3 separate regions of the Sus scrofa genome follow, and regions 1 and 2 are each linked to region 3. The links are chromatin contacts, called in public HiChIP or PLAC-seq maps. All regions are on one chromosome and are shown on one strand. The core of a region is the stretch at or near the end of the contact, and the rest is flanking DNA. Distances in the headings are between cores, read along the strand shown.

Region 1 (3,738 bases), core at 1,051-3,550, 630 kb after region 3:
TCCCGGGAGCCACCTACCCACCCTCACCGGGGAGTGTCTGTATTTCATTCCCAGACAGAGCACCTTCTTGGCTACTGGAGAGGGTTTTGGCTGATATTTAAGATGTCAACTGATAATCAAGCTGTTATCTCTCAACACAGGTGGTGAGTGACAGCAAAATGTTATCTTTAAGATGTTTGATGTTAAAGCTTAAAGCTGATTGGAGTTATTTATAACAAAGAGCTGTTTTTGTTTTTGTTTTTGCTTTTTTAGGGCCGCACCTGTAGCACATGGAAGTTCCCATGCCAGGGATCGAATCAGAGCTACAGCTGCTGGCCACAGCCATAGCGACGTGTGATCCAAGCCGCGTCTGTGACCCTGAAACCTACACCACAGCTCACGGCAACCTCAAAAAATGGGCAGAAGATCTAAACAGACACTTCTCCAAAGAAGACATACGGATGGCCAAAAAACACATGAAAAGATGTTCAACATCACTCATGATTAGAGAAATGCACATCAAAACCACTATGAGGTATCACCTTACACCAGCCAGAATGGCCATCATCACAAAGTCTGCAAACGATAAGTGCTGGAGAGGGTGTGGAGAAGAAGGAACCCTATTACGCTGTTGGTGGGATTGTAAATTGGTGCAACCGCTGTGGAAACAGTACGGAGTTTCCTCAGAAAACTAAACACAGAACTACCATTGGATCCAGCAATCCCACTCCTGGGCATCTATCCAGCGAAAACCACGACTCAAAAAGATACATGTGCCCCAGTGTTCACTGCAGCACTATTTGCAATAGCCAAGACATGGAAACAACCTAAATGTCCATCGACAGAGGACTGGATAAAGAAGCTATGTACATACACACAATGGAATATGACTCAGCCAATAAAAGGAAAGAAATAATGGCATTTTTAGCAACACGGATGCACCTAGAAATTATGCTAAGTGAAGTCAGCTATACAATGAGACACCAATATCAAAGGCTTTCACTGACATGTGGAATCTGAAAAAAGGGCACAATGAACTTCTTTGCAGAACAGATCCTGACTCACAGACTTGGAAAAACTCATGGTTTCCAAAGGAGACAGCTTGGGGGGTGGGGGGATGTGCTGGGGTTGTGGGATGGAAATGCTGTAAAATCGGGGTGTGATGATCATGGTACCCCTCTAAATGTAATACATTCATTGAGTAAAAAAGATAAATAAATAATAAATAACATAAGCATAAAATAAAATACACGTTTGAGAAAGAAAAAGAAACAGTGGGAAAGACTTCAGGGAAACCTCGGTTTCCAAACCGAAAGCATCCACTAAACGCTCAGATCCAAGCGTGCAAGTAGATGCGCCGGACAGGCACCTCCCAGGGGAGTTTCACGGGGAAGCAAGCTCGGGGTGCCTAGGGTCGGAGCGGCTTCAGACGCCCGGAAGCTGGAAGACAACGGGCCAAAGCTCCCTGTTCTGGAGTGAAATGCTGCTAAGCCAGAATTCCACACTCAGCCACACTATTCCTCAGGAGTGAGGGTAGAACACAGGCATTTTCAGGATGATAAGGGCTCCAAAAATGGACAGCCCTGCATCTCTCAGGAAGCTCCTTGGCGTGGTCCACCAGATCGAGGGAGGAAGAAGAAAGAGGAAGTCCGGGGGATGCAGGAAGCTGCCGAGCTGCAGCAGAGAGAACGACTTAGGGGACGTTGGGGTGCGGGTGAGGCGGTGCCCAAGTCCCGGCTGTGCCCCAGCGTAGAAAGAGGTCCAGGTCGAGGTGATGGGAGACTTGATACACCGCGGTGCCTCGGGGGAGGTTTGGACATTTGGCAGAACTTGCAGCTGAATGCGTATTGAGAAATAAGCAACATAAAAAAGATGACAGGAACTCCGGGGGAAACAAGAGGTTGAGCAAGAAAGGAAAAGTCATCAGGATACATTAGGTGGTTCAGACACGAACAGCGTTTGCGGGGATCGGTCAGGGTGACGTCAGCCGTGAGCGGACGGAAACAAGGCGAAGGTGTGATCAGCCCGCAGGTCAGCAAGTCGCAATCGCAGCGTGCGGTTTGGGGGAGACCGAGGTGAAACAAACAGAGTGAGTTGCAAGTTGCCATGGAAAATGCTGGAAAACGAGGGACGGGGAACCACTGTGTTTTGTAAGAAGGCCTGTAAAACGAACTCCTTAAATCATAAGCATACCGGGCTCTGAGGGAAGGAGAAACTAAATGCAAAACACAAAGGAGTTACATCCCCAGTGTTACTTGGTTGGCAAATCAGCAGGATGTGAACCCGTGCCTCAGGGTCAACTCAGCTTTCTGCAGCCCTGGAAAGAGTGAGTGGCCCTCCTTCCAAGAGGAACAAAGCGCTGCTTCTTCCTGCTGTTGGATATTGATGTGCCATGTGAGAGTTTTAGCTTCAAAAAGCAAAAAAATGCCGTATCATTGTTCCGATTGGTATTTATTTAATTACTGTGAGGTAGAACATGTGTAAACTTGTCTGATGGGTCACAGAGAGTTCTTAGGAATTGCTATTGGTGCCTTTTTTTTTTTTTTTTTTTTTTTTTGCTTTTTAGGGCCCCGCCAGCGGCATATAGAGGTTCAGGCCAGGGGTCCAATTGGAGCTACAGCTGCTGGCCTACACCACAGCCACAGCCACGCCAGATCCAAGCCCACGTCTGTGACCTACACCTTCGCTCACAGTAACACTGGATCCTTAATCCACCGAGCAAGGCCAGGGATCAAACCCACAACCTCATGGTTCCTCGTCAGATTTGTTTCCGCTGAGCCATGGCAGGAACTCCTGTGCCTATTTTCAAATAAAGGTAGAAACTTGTGACTAGCCTGTGAAGTTGCTGTTTGTATCTAGCACTGGTTAAGGCGTGCACTTTGCAGGGTCTTCCTTCCCAGTTTGTAGTCTCCTTTCTGTTTTGCTTACAGTGGTTTTGACATGCGCCTTTTAGGAGTGACTTTTATGTTACTGTATCTACTGGCTCTTTCCTTTATATACTCAGAAAACCCTGGTCATTTTCCCTTCAGTATTGTACCTGGAAATCCTGCCCCATCTCCATAGTATCTAAACTAATCATCTAAACTTTTTTTTTTTTTTTTTAAAGAGCCGCATTTGCAGCATATGGAAGTTCCCATCTAGGGGTTGAACAAGAGCTGCGGCTGCCGGCCTGCACCCCAGCTCACATCAACACCAGAACCTTAACCCACTGAGTGAGGCCAGGGATCGACCCTATAACCTCATGGATCCTAGTCGGATTCATTAACTGCTTAGCTACAAAGAGAACTCCCATCTAAACTTTCTTTTATTTATTTACGTATTTATTTTTTAATTTATATAATGATTTTTATTTTTTTCCATTATAGCTGGTTGACAGTCTTCTGTCAATTTTCTCCTGTACAGCATGGTGACCCAGTTACATATACATGCATAGATTCTTTTTTCTCACATTATCATGCTCCATCATAAGTGACTAGACATAGTTCCCAGTGCTACACAGCAGGATAAACTTTAATTTTTTTTTTTTTTTAATGGCTGCAATGACAGCATATGGAAGTTCCCAGGCTAGGAGTCGAATTAGAGCTGGAGCTGCCGCCCTACACCACAGCCACAGCAATGCTAGATCGAGCCACATCTGCAGTCTACACTGCAACTTGTGGCAACACCGGACCCTTAACCCACCGAACAAGGCCAGGGATCAAACCCACATCCTCAGGGACATGAAGCCAAGTTCTTAACCTGCTGAGTCACAACGGGAAC
Region 2 (3,799 bases), core at 4-2,503, 590 kb after region 3:
AGAGCAGGGCCACAGCCAAAGCTGGGACGTGGTTACGGTGGCCGCGAGCCACCGCCTTAGACAGAAGGGGACTGGCGGCACTTTTCCTGCCGTAGAAGCTGCACTTGGCAGTACCTCCTGGACCTCGTTTATGGATGCCCAGGATGAGGCGGCGTGGAGGCCGACCAGGCGTGCCCTACACAGCCTTTCAGGCAGAAAGGCGGGTGCTTCGGGCTGCACGCATCAGCCACAGTGGCCCGAGGGCAGGGCAAGCCCTGGGCACAGCCGAGGAGAGGACCCGCACCTGCGGCTACGGAAACCTCAGAAGGCCCCCCCAAGGAAACCCTGCAGACACTCACGTGCGTGACCTTCTGCTTTAACAGTCGATTCTCCTCCTGTAACTTCTCGACAACAGCCTGGACAGAGGCGTCCCCACTTGCACACTCTGTCTGAGTTAAGAAAAGGAGAGCAGACAGTGTCACCAAGCGGGACTGTCGTGTGGAAAGAAGGGAGGAAGCCATCCTGGAGGCGGCCGTCACAGACAGTCACGGCATCCACGACACAGCAGACAGCGGCCGCTCAGTCACCAGAGAAGCTAGACGGGGACAGGAGAGGACGGGCCACTTCCCGGAGGTGGGGGACAGGTGTCGCCCTTGCCCTGCCCAAGCCCACACCACACTGGGGCCAAGCCACACACAGTGTCCTCACGGCCTGAGAATAGCCACCATCACGGGCGTCGAGAGGTCAGCACGCTTCATCTCACTGTACACCAGAGAACATTCCAGCCCTGGGCCGCGCAGGTGCCAGGAGCAGGCCTAGCCAGGGACCCACAACACAGACCGTCAGGTCCACCTCAGTGATTCTGCACAGAGAAATCTGACCTGGGCCTCACGCAGGGTCAGGAAATTCATGCCTAGAAAGCTACGATGGGGAACAGAACTAAGCAAAAAGGCTCATGAAAAGTCCATCCGAATCCTAGAAATTGAGTGCGTTCAGCCGCACAGTGGCCGGAGGGGGGCAGGGACTGGGGGTGGGGCGCGCACAGAACACTCTCCCCGATGTTCTGTGAATCCGGAAGAGCGTGCATGTGCACATGTACAACTGAACCACTTGGCTGTACAGAAGCTACCACAACCTTGTAAATCGCCGATACTGGAATAAAACTTTAAAAGATTAAAAGCAACAACAAAAACCCCAGCACAGTGGGGTGTCTGTGGGTGACATTATTTTTGAGAATTCCCCCTGAACGACAGCGGAACTACATGACCTAACCCGGGGGCACCGGGAAACCCCGGGTGACTCAGCCGAGTCTAGGACTGAGAAATGACGCTGGTTTAGAGACTGGTAAGAGCCGCCCCGGAGGCCTCCTGTGGCACAGCCGGTTAAGGATCCAGCACTACCACACAGTGGCTTCGGTCACTGCTGTGGTGCGAGTTCGAGCCCTCGCCTGGGAGCCTCCACACACCAAGGGAGCAGCCAAAAAAAAAAGCACCGACCCCACACACCTGCCCAGGTCAACCTTGTGTGTGTGGCTGCTTTCAAATCCTCAGAGGGAAATGACACAGTGACTCAAAATCAGGCGAGAACACAGCCTCCTCCCAGAAAGCACTCTGGTTTCTGAAATACGCTGTGTTCTCTCCGAGGTTCCCTTTCCGTGGAATCCACCCGGCTGAGACGGGCAGTTCTCAGAGCGAGGGTCTCCCCAGCGGGCTCGCCAGTGAAGCTGCTGCTGGGACATCACGGAGGGCATTTCTGAGTCAACCCTGTCACAGCCTCAGAGAAGCTCCTGGAAAGGACCAGCGGGAGGGTAATCCGGGTGGGGTGGGCACCAGTGCCTGTCCCCCATGTGTCCCACAGCCTTGCCCCGTCCTCCCAACACCCCCAGGAGCCCCTGGTTCTGTGGTACAGATTTCCTAACACTGAAACCTGCACTGTCCCCTCCCCCAGTAGACCCCACACACAGCCACGGCCCAAATCCAAGCTGTCGTGGAAGCCCACCTGCCACCGGGCCCCACTGGCCCCTATCCCCACACCGCCCTCTCCCACTGCACCGCTCCTGGCCAGCGCTCAGGGGCCCTATGTCCTCACTTCACTGACTGGAGAACAACCCGGGCTCCTGATGGTGGCAGGCCACTGCCAGTGTGGACCAGCCCAGAAGCCAGCTTCGCAACCACAACTGCAGCCCTGGAGGAGGCCCTGGCGGGACCAGCCCCACCTAGCTGTGCTCACTGCGCCCGCTGTCTCTGCACAGCCTCATCTGCTTGGTGCACCTGCCCTGGCTCTGCCGCTTGGCCCTCAGCTAAGGGTGATGAAGCCAAAGTGCCACCTCCCTGCCACGGCCCAGGCTCAACTGCAGGTGTGGGTGGGTGGCTGCTGAGGCCTCCTGCTTTCCTACTGTGTTCTGCACTGTCCACCATTCTAGAAGAAATCTCTGAAGGGCAAGGCTTTGCCAACAACTGCCCCACACCACTGAGAACAGAAATGGGTTCCAGTGCCCAATCTCTATGACCGCAGAGGGACTCCAAGGTGCAAGGCAAATGCCACCCTGAGGTCTTTGGCGCAATTCGCTTGCACCCAGCCTACCTCAGGGCCCCTCTCCCCTACGTCCCCCTGTGCACGCTGGCGTTCATCCAGACACTTGGCCAGATGCTGGCACATGTGGGCAGTGGCGGCCAGAGTCCTCCGCAGCTGATGGGTCTCATCGGCCAAGGAGCGGCACAGGATGTCGCTGGCGGCCCGGGCCCGCTCCTTCTCTGCCACGCTTCTTCTCAGCAGGGCCACTTCCTTCTCCCGCTCGTGCTCTGGCTGGTTCATCAGCTGCTGTGTCTCCCTCTCTTTTTCTTCTAGTTGCTCAGAAAGTCTCTCAATTTCCTAAGTGGAGAATTGAAAAGCACAGTTTGAGTAAAAGAAGATTAGAAACGAATGTTCATAAAGCAAAAGAAAATCTGGCACAGGCACCCATCAGGTAACCAACACGCTCTTTGGAGGTTGGCTTCTGAGCTAATAATTAACTTTGGAGTTTTTGGCCTATAAAGTTCTATGTGAAACTTCAGCTAAAAGTCTGTTTTCATGAGCAAACTCACAATTTCAGATTTTACATCATCAGATTACTAAGTGTGGCAACTCCAAACACTTCTTGACAGGAAAGGCAGAAACCCCACTGCAGTGGGCAGCCCCCAAAAGATACACCCACGTCCTAACCCTGGTACTTGAGGCTGTGACTAAACTTAGATACAGGGCCCTTGAAGATGGAATGAGTTAAGATGAAGTCAGACTGGATCTGAATGGACCCTAAGCTAATGAGGTAGGTATGTCCTCCTAAGAAGGAAGCTTGGACACAGACACAGAAGGAGGCCGTGTGAGGGCAAAGGCAGAGTCTGGAGTGATGTGTGCACAAGCCAAGGACACGAAGGATGCTGCCAGACCTGACAGAGGCAGGGAAGGGCCCCCCTGGAGCCTAAGGGGGCATGCGGCTCTGCTGACAACACCCTCATTTCGGGCTTCTGCCTCTAGAACAGTGAAAGATTGTTTCTGTTGTTCTAAGCCACCCAGTTACAGCAGTTCTAGGAAACTAACATACCTGATCCCAACTTTTCTTTCAAGTCCTTAAAATTACAATTGCTTTAAACCCTGCCTTAATTTTGTGCTTTCCCATTTTCTTTCTTTTTTTGCTTTTTAGGGCCACACCCACGGCATATGGAGGTTCCCACACTAGGGGTCGAATCGGAGCTAGAGCACCACAGCCACAGCAACAACAGACCCGAGCCAAGTCTGTGACCTACACCACAGCTCACAGCAACACCGGATCCTTAACCCACTG
Region 3 (3,973 bases), core at 314-2,813:
GGAAACCTGAAGCTGCTTGAGCCTTGACGCCCCCTGCCCCCAGAACTGGGGGGGGGGGGTCGCTAAACTTCCCCGGGGGGGGCTCCACTGGCGGAGCGTGGCGGGGGGCCAGTGACCAGGTCCCTTCCGCACGGAAAAGGTCGAAGGCGTCTGAGGACGACAAGAGTTTTGAGGCCGGTCCCTCCCTGCACCGGACGGGCCGGCCCATCAGCGACGTGACTGGACGCTGCTGCCGATGGTGGAGACAGTTAGAAGTTGGGACACCAATTCGATTTGTCATTAAGGAATGCTTCTTACTCTTTTTTAGCTGACGTAGTGGTTTGGTTTCGTTTAAAAATGGGTTTTTTTTCTTGGTCTTTTTGCTATTTCTTGGGCCGCTCCCGCGGCATATGGAGGTTCCCAGGCGAGGGGTCGAATCGGAGCTATCGCCCCTGGCCCAAGCCAGAGCCACAGCCACGCAGGATCCAAGCCGTGTCTGCGACTTACATCACAGCTCACGGCAACGCCGGATCCTTAACCCACTGAGCAAGGGCAGGGATCGAACCTGCACCCTCATGGTTCCTAGTCGGATTCGTTAACCACTGAGCCACAACGGGAACTTCTCGTTTAAAAATGTATACCTTCTAGCTATCCGGCATCGCCCTGAGCTGTGGTATAGGTTGCAGACGTGGCTCGGATCCCACGTGGCTGTGGCTCTGGTGTAGGCCAGAGGCTATAGCTCCGATTCGACCCCTAGCCTGGGAACCTACATGTGCCAGGGGAGCGGCCCTAAAAACAAACAAACAAACAAAAGAATTTATACCTGATAGAAATGCGTATAGACTTGGTCAGAGAGGTGCCTCACCACCTGGGACTTGCCTCCCACTCGAGAGTGGTGAGGGAGGGGCACGGGTGTGGCTGGATCAGGCCCAGCCTGGGTGGTGGTGCTGCGGAGACAGGGCACAAGGAGGAGAGCCGGCCTTGAAGGCAGACTGGGCGCGTCTGGTAGATGTGCGGGGTGTCCCTGTCTGGGGGTGGGTGTCTGGGACGCTGTCCCGGCGGGATGGACGCTGGAGCAGAAGGCGGACGGGGCTCGGTAGAGGGTGGCATGGGCATCTGGAGGGACCAGCCTGTGTGGGCACCCGTGATGGGACCGCAGAGGGCTGCTGTGGCGGGAGCCCGGCTGAGGGATCTGTTTGTGAAAACAAGGGCCAGGTCCTTTTCATCCCGGAGGGCTTTCAGCGGGGGCAGGCGCGGTCTGTGGGCTTTGGGAAGCCCCTGTCTCGGCGTCGGCTCTAGGTGGTGATGGGAGCATCGGGGAGAAGGAGGAACTGCTCTTGGGCTTGGAGTCTCTCTGGCTGTCCTGGCTGTGGGTCCGTGTGGGACCGAACGGCCCCGCCCCCTTGACGTTGGGGCGGCCACGTGATTTGCTTTGGACAGTGAGCAGTGACGTGTTGCTTTTGACTGGAAGCTTTGAGAGACGTGTGCTTTATCACGTCCCCTTTTCTGTCTCACGGAAGTGCACAGATATGTACTGTGAGCCAGGATGGCACCGGGTCTGGTGGCTCTCAAAGTCCGGTGTCCAGACTGGCAGCATCCGTCACCTGGGAACACCCTAGCAGTGCACCTGCCAGCCCTGCTGGGTCTTAGCTCTGGGCTGGGGCCCAGCCATCTGCTCCGAAGAGCCCTGCCCAGGGTCCTGGTGTCTGCCCTCCTGCTGCCCCAGGTCTGCTGGAGCCTGGGGTGTGGTCCTGGCTGAGCTGGTGGCTGAGGACAGGAGGGCAGGGCTGGCGAGCTGGGAAGGGCTCTGCTGGGAAACTGCAAAGGGGGAGGCCGCAGTGATGGCCCCTGTGCTTTTTGTCAGACAAAATCAGACAGGTGGGCACGCCATCCTCTGTCCAGACGGTATATATTTTGTAAGCATTTGCACTTTCTTGAGTTTCAGGGTTCAGAAACTGGGAAAAGCCTGTAAAGGAATTTTTAAAATTTCATTGACTCCTTCACTCAAATAGTGCTTTTCTCAGCGAAGCCCACCTTGACCGTCCACTTGTAATTGTGCGTCTGTGCTCTCTGGCCCCTTGTTTGCTGTCAACCCCTCGAGGACAGTTCAGCACGGGGCCCCTCCTGGCCACGTCCGAGAGCGGGCGTGGGGGCTGCGCGGCCTGAACGTGGCTGGGCACGGAGTGGTGCTGAGGCCCTGCTTCTCCTGGGTTGGAGCTCTTCTCTTGGGTGGAGTCGGACTTCAGGCAACTTCCTCTTCCTCGGCCCTGCCGGGCGCAGGGAGGGGTCACACCGAGAGTGTCCGCTTTTCCTCCCTTTTCTTCTGCAGCTGAAATCGCCTACTTGCTTTGTAGAAGATGAGTTGCTTTTATGTAGCATGTTGACAGTTTATTGGGTTCTTGTCTGTTGCGTCTGAAGTCTGTATTTAAAACGTTTATTTCTTTAAAATTCAGCGGCTTATAACTTCTTCGAAAAAAACATTGGTGGTTCTTGTTTGTCCAGTGTCTGCCACGGAGGCCAGGCCTGTGCGCGTTTCTCAGACCCCAGGCTGCTCTGGCTGCTTTAGGGACCGTTGTGAGTTCGATCCCGTCTGTAGAGGGCGCACACCCCATAGGTGGTTACCCGCTCAGCTTCCTTGGGAGGGGACCCTGTTCATTTTCGTTGGTCGATAAACTTCTGAGGTAGAAGACGTGTGTGTCTAGGTGGCGCATTAGAAATGGAGTGAGTGTTGATGGGCCCCTGCCCTGACTTACACGTCTGCCTCTGGAGACTCCAGGGTGACTCGGGGGAGCTGGGCACCGCAGCGTGTGAAGGGCCCACACTGCGTGTCGGGGGGCCGGGTCCTGTTCTTGACTGTGCCCTCTTTGGGGTTGCCCTTGTCTCCTGGGAGCCATCACAGCTTCTTTTCTCTGCTAGTGGCCAGAGGTCTCGGAGCTGGTACTTCATCTGGTGCCCTGATCCTGGTACCGTCTCACCTCTCCCCACCTTTGAGAGTTTCCAGCACAGTAATGATGTAGCAGAAACTGAGGTATGGGTTCCAGTGTAGAGTTTGTAGAAATCTTACTTTCAAGAGTATGCAGTTTCTTGACACATCATCAAGGCAAAAGAGAAAGCTTAATTACTGTTAGTTTTACAATCAGAAAATACATTTTATGAAACATTTGACCAGGAAAGTGGAAGGAAATTTAGGTAACTGTAATCTTATCAACCAAACATTTAGGTGTATTTCCCATTTATCTTTTTTTTTTTTTTTTTTGTCTTTTGTCTTTTGTTGTTGTTGTTGTTGCCATTTCTTGGGCCGCTCCCGCGGCATATGGAGGTTCCCAGGCTAGGGGTTGAATCGGAGCTGTAGCCACCGGCCTACGCCAGAGCCACAGCAACGCGGGATCCGAGCCGCGTCTGCAATCTACACCACAGCTCACAGCAACGCCGGATCGTTAACCCACTGAGCAAGGGCAGGGACCGAACCCGCAACCTCATGGTTGCTCGTCGGATTCGTTAACCACTGCGCCACGACGGGAACTCCCATTTATCTTTTTTGCTCGTTGAACTGAATGCTGTGCCCTAAAAACGGCTTCCTCTGTGAGGGTCGTGACAGAAGGCAAAAGGCCAAGGAACTGCCCCCGAGGAGGGAACTGTCCCAGAGGAGGGAACTGCCCCAAGGAGGGAACTGTCCCTGGGGAGGCAGCTGCTCAAGGGGGGAACTGTCCAAAGAAGGGAACTGCCCCCAGGAGGCAGCTGCTCAAGGGGGAAACTGCCCCAAGAAGGGAACTGCCCCCGAGGAGGGAACTGTCCCTAAGGAGGCAGCTGCCCCATGCTTCACCTGTTCCCTGTGGTATCTATCTGTGCTTTCAAAAAAGAGCTCGCTTATTTTGTTGAGTTGAGAACTTTGAGATTTCTAGATTATGTGTCAAGTTCTGTCTGCAGGAGATAAGGATTTGGGTTTCTTATCCCCCTGGCCTCCCTCCCCCTCCCCTTTTCCATGGTATTGTGG

The links. HiChIP or PLAC-seq counts read pairs in DNA pulled down with a chosen protein or histone mark.
Region 1: a contact with region 3 is called in an H3K27ac HiChIP or PLAC-seq map of alveolar macrophages. The contact joins two enhancer-like sites. A contact is called at or near these places in 1 of 5 promoter capture datasets (liver) and 1 of 2 datasets of contacts at active chromatin or transcription factors (alveolar macrophages).
Region 2: an H3K27ac HiChIP or PLAC-seq map of alveolar macrophages shows a contact between it and region 3. The contact joins two enhancer-like sites. A contact is called at or near these places in 1 of 5 promoter capture datasets (fetal liver) and 1 of 2 datasets of contacts at active chromatin or transcription factors (alveolar macrophages).

The regions. Positions count from the first base shown.
Region 1 is chr8:1,572,496-1,576,233 of Sscrofa11.1, forward strand. No RefSeq gene overlaps it. Among named protein-coding and RNA genes, the nearest start is that of SH3BP2, 8.8 kb to the right of the region's middle. Within about 2 kb of position 2,301, at least 10 of the 83 cell types and tissues checked have an H3K27ac peak or open chromatin away from gene starts, as enhancers often do. A contact at or near this core is called in alveolar macrophages, where this site is marked.
Region 2 is chr8:1,535,613-1,539,411 of Sscrofa11.1, forward strand. It overlaps TNIP2 (TNFAIP3-interacting protein 2), which reads right to left. Exons shown (of 6, transcript XM_003128825.4): 2 at 2,563-2,850; 3 at 339-428. Among named protein-coding and RNA genes, the nearest start is that of TNIP2, 17 kb to the right of the region's middle. Within about 2 kb of position 1,254, at least 5 of the 83 cell types and tissues checked have an H3K27ac peak or open chromatin away from gene starts, as enhancers often do. A contact at or near this core is called in alveolar macrophages, where this site is marked.
Region 3 is chr8:946,573-950,545 of Sscrofa11.1, forward strand. The region is part of intron 1 of NSD2 (histone-lysine N-methyltransferase NSD2); the gene reads left to right. Among named protein-coding and RNA genes, the nearest start is that of NSD2, 9.7 kb to the left of the region's middle. Within about 2 kb of position 1,564, at least 31 of the 83 cell types and tissues checked have an H3K27ac peak or open chromatin away from gene starts, as enhancers often do. A contact at or near this core is called in alveolar macrophages, where this site is marked.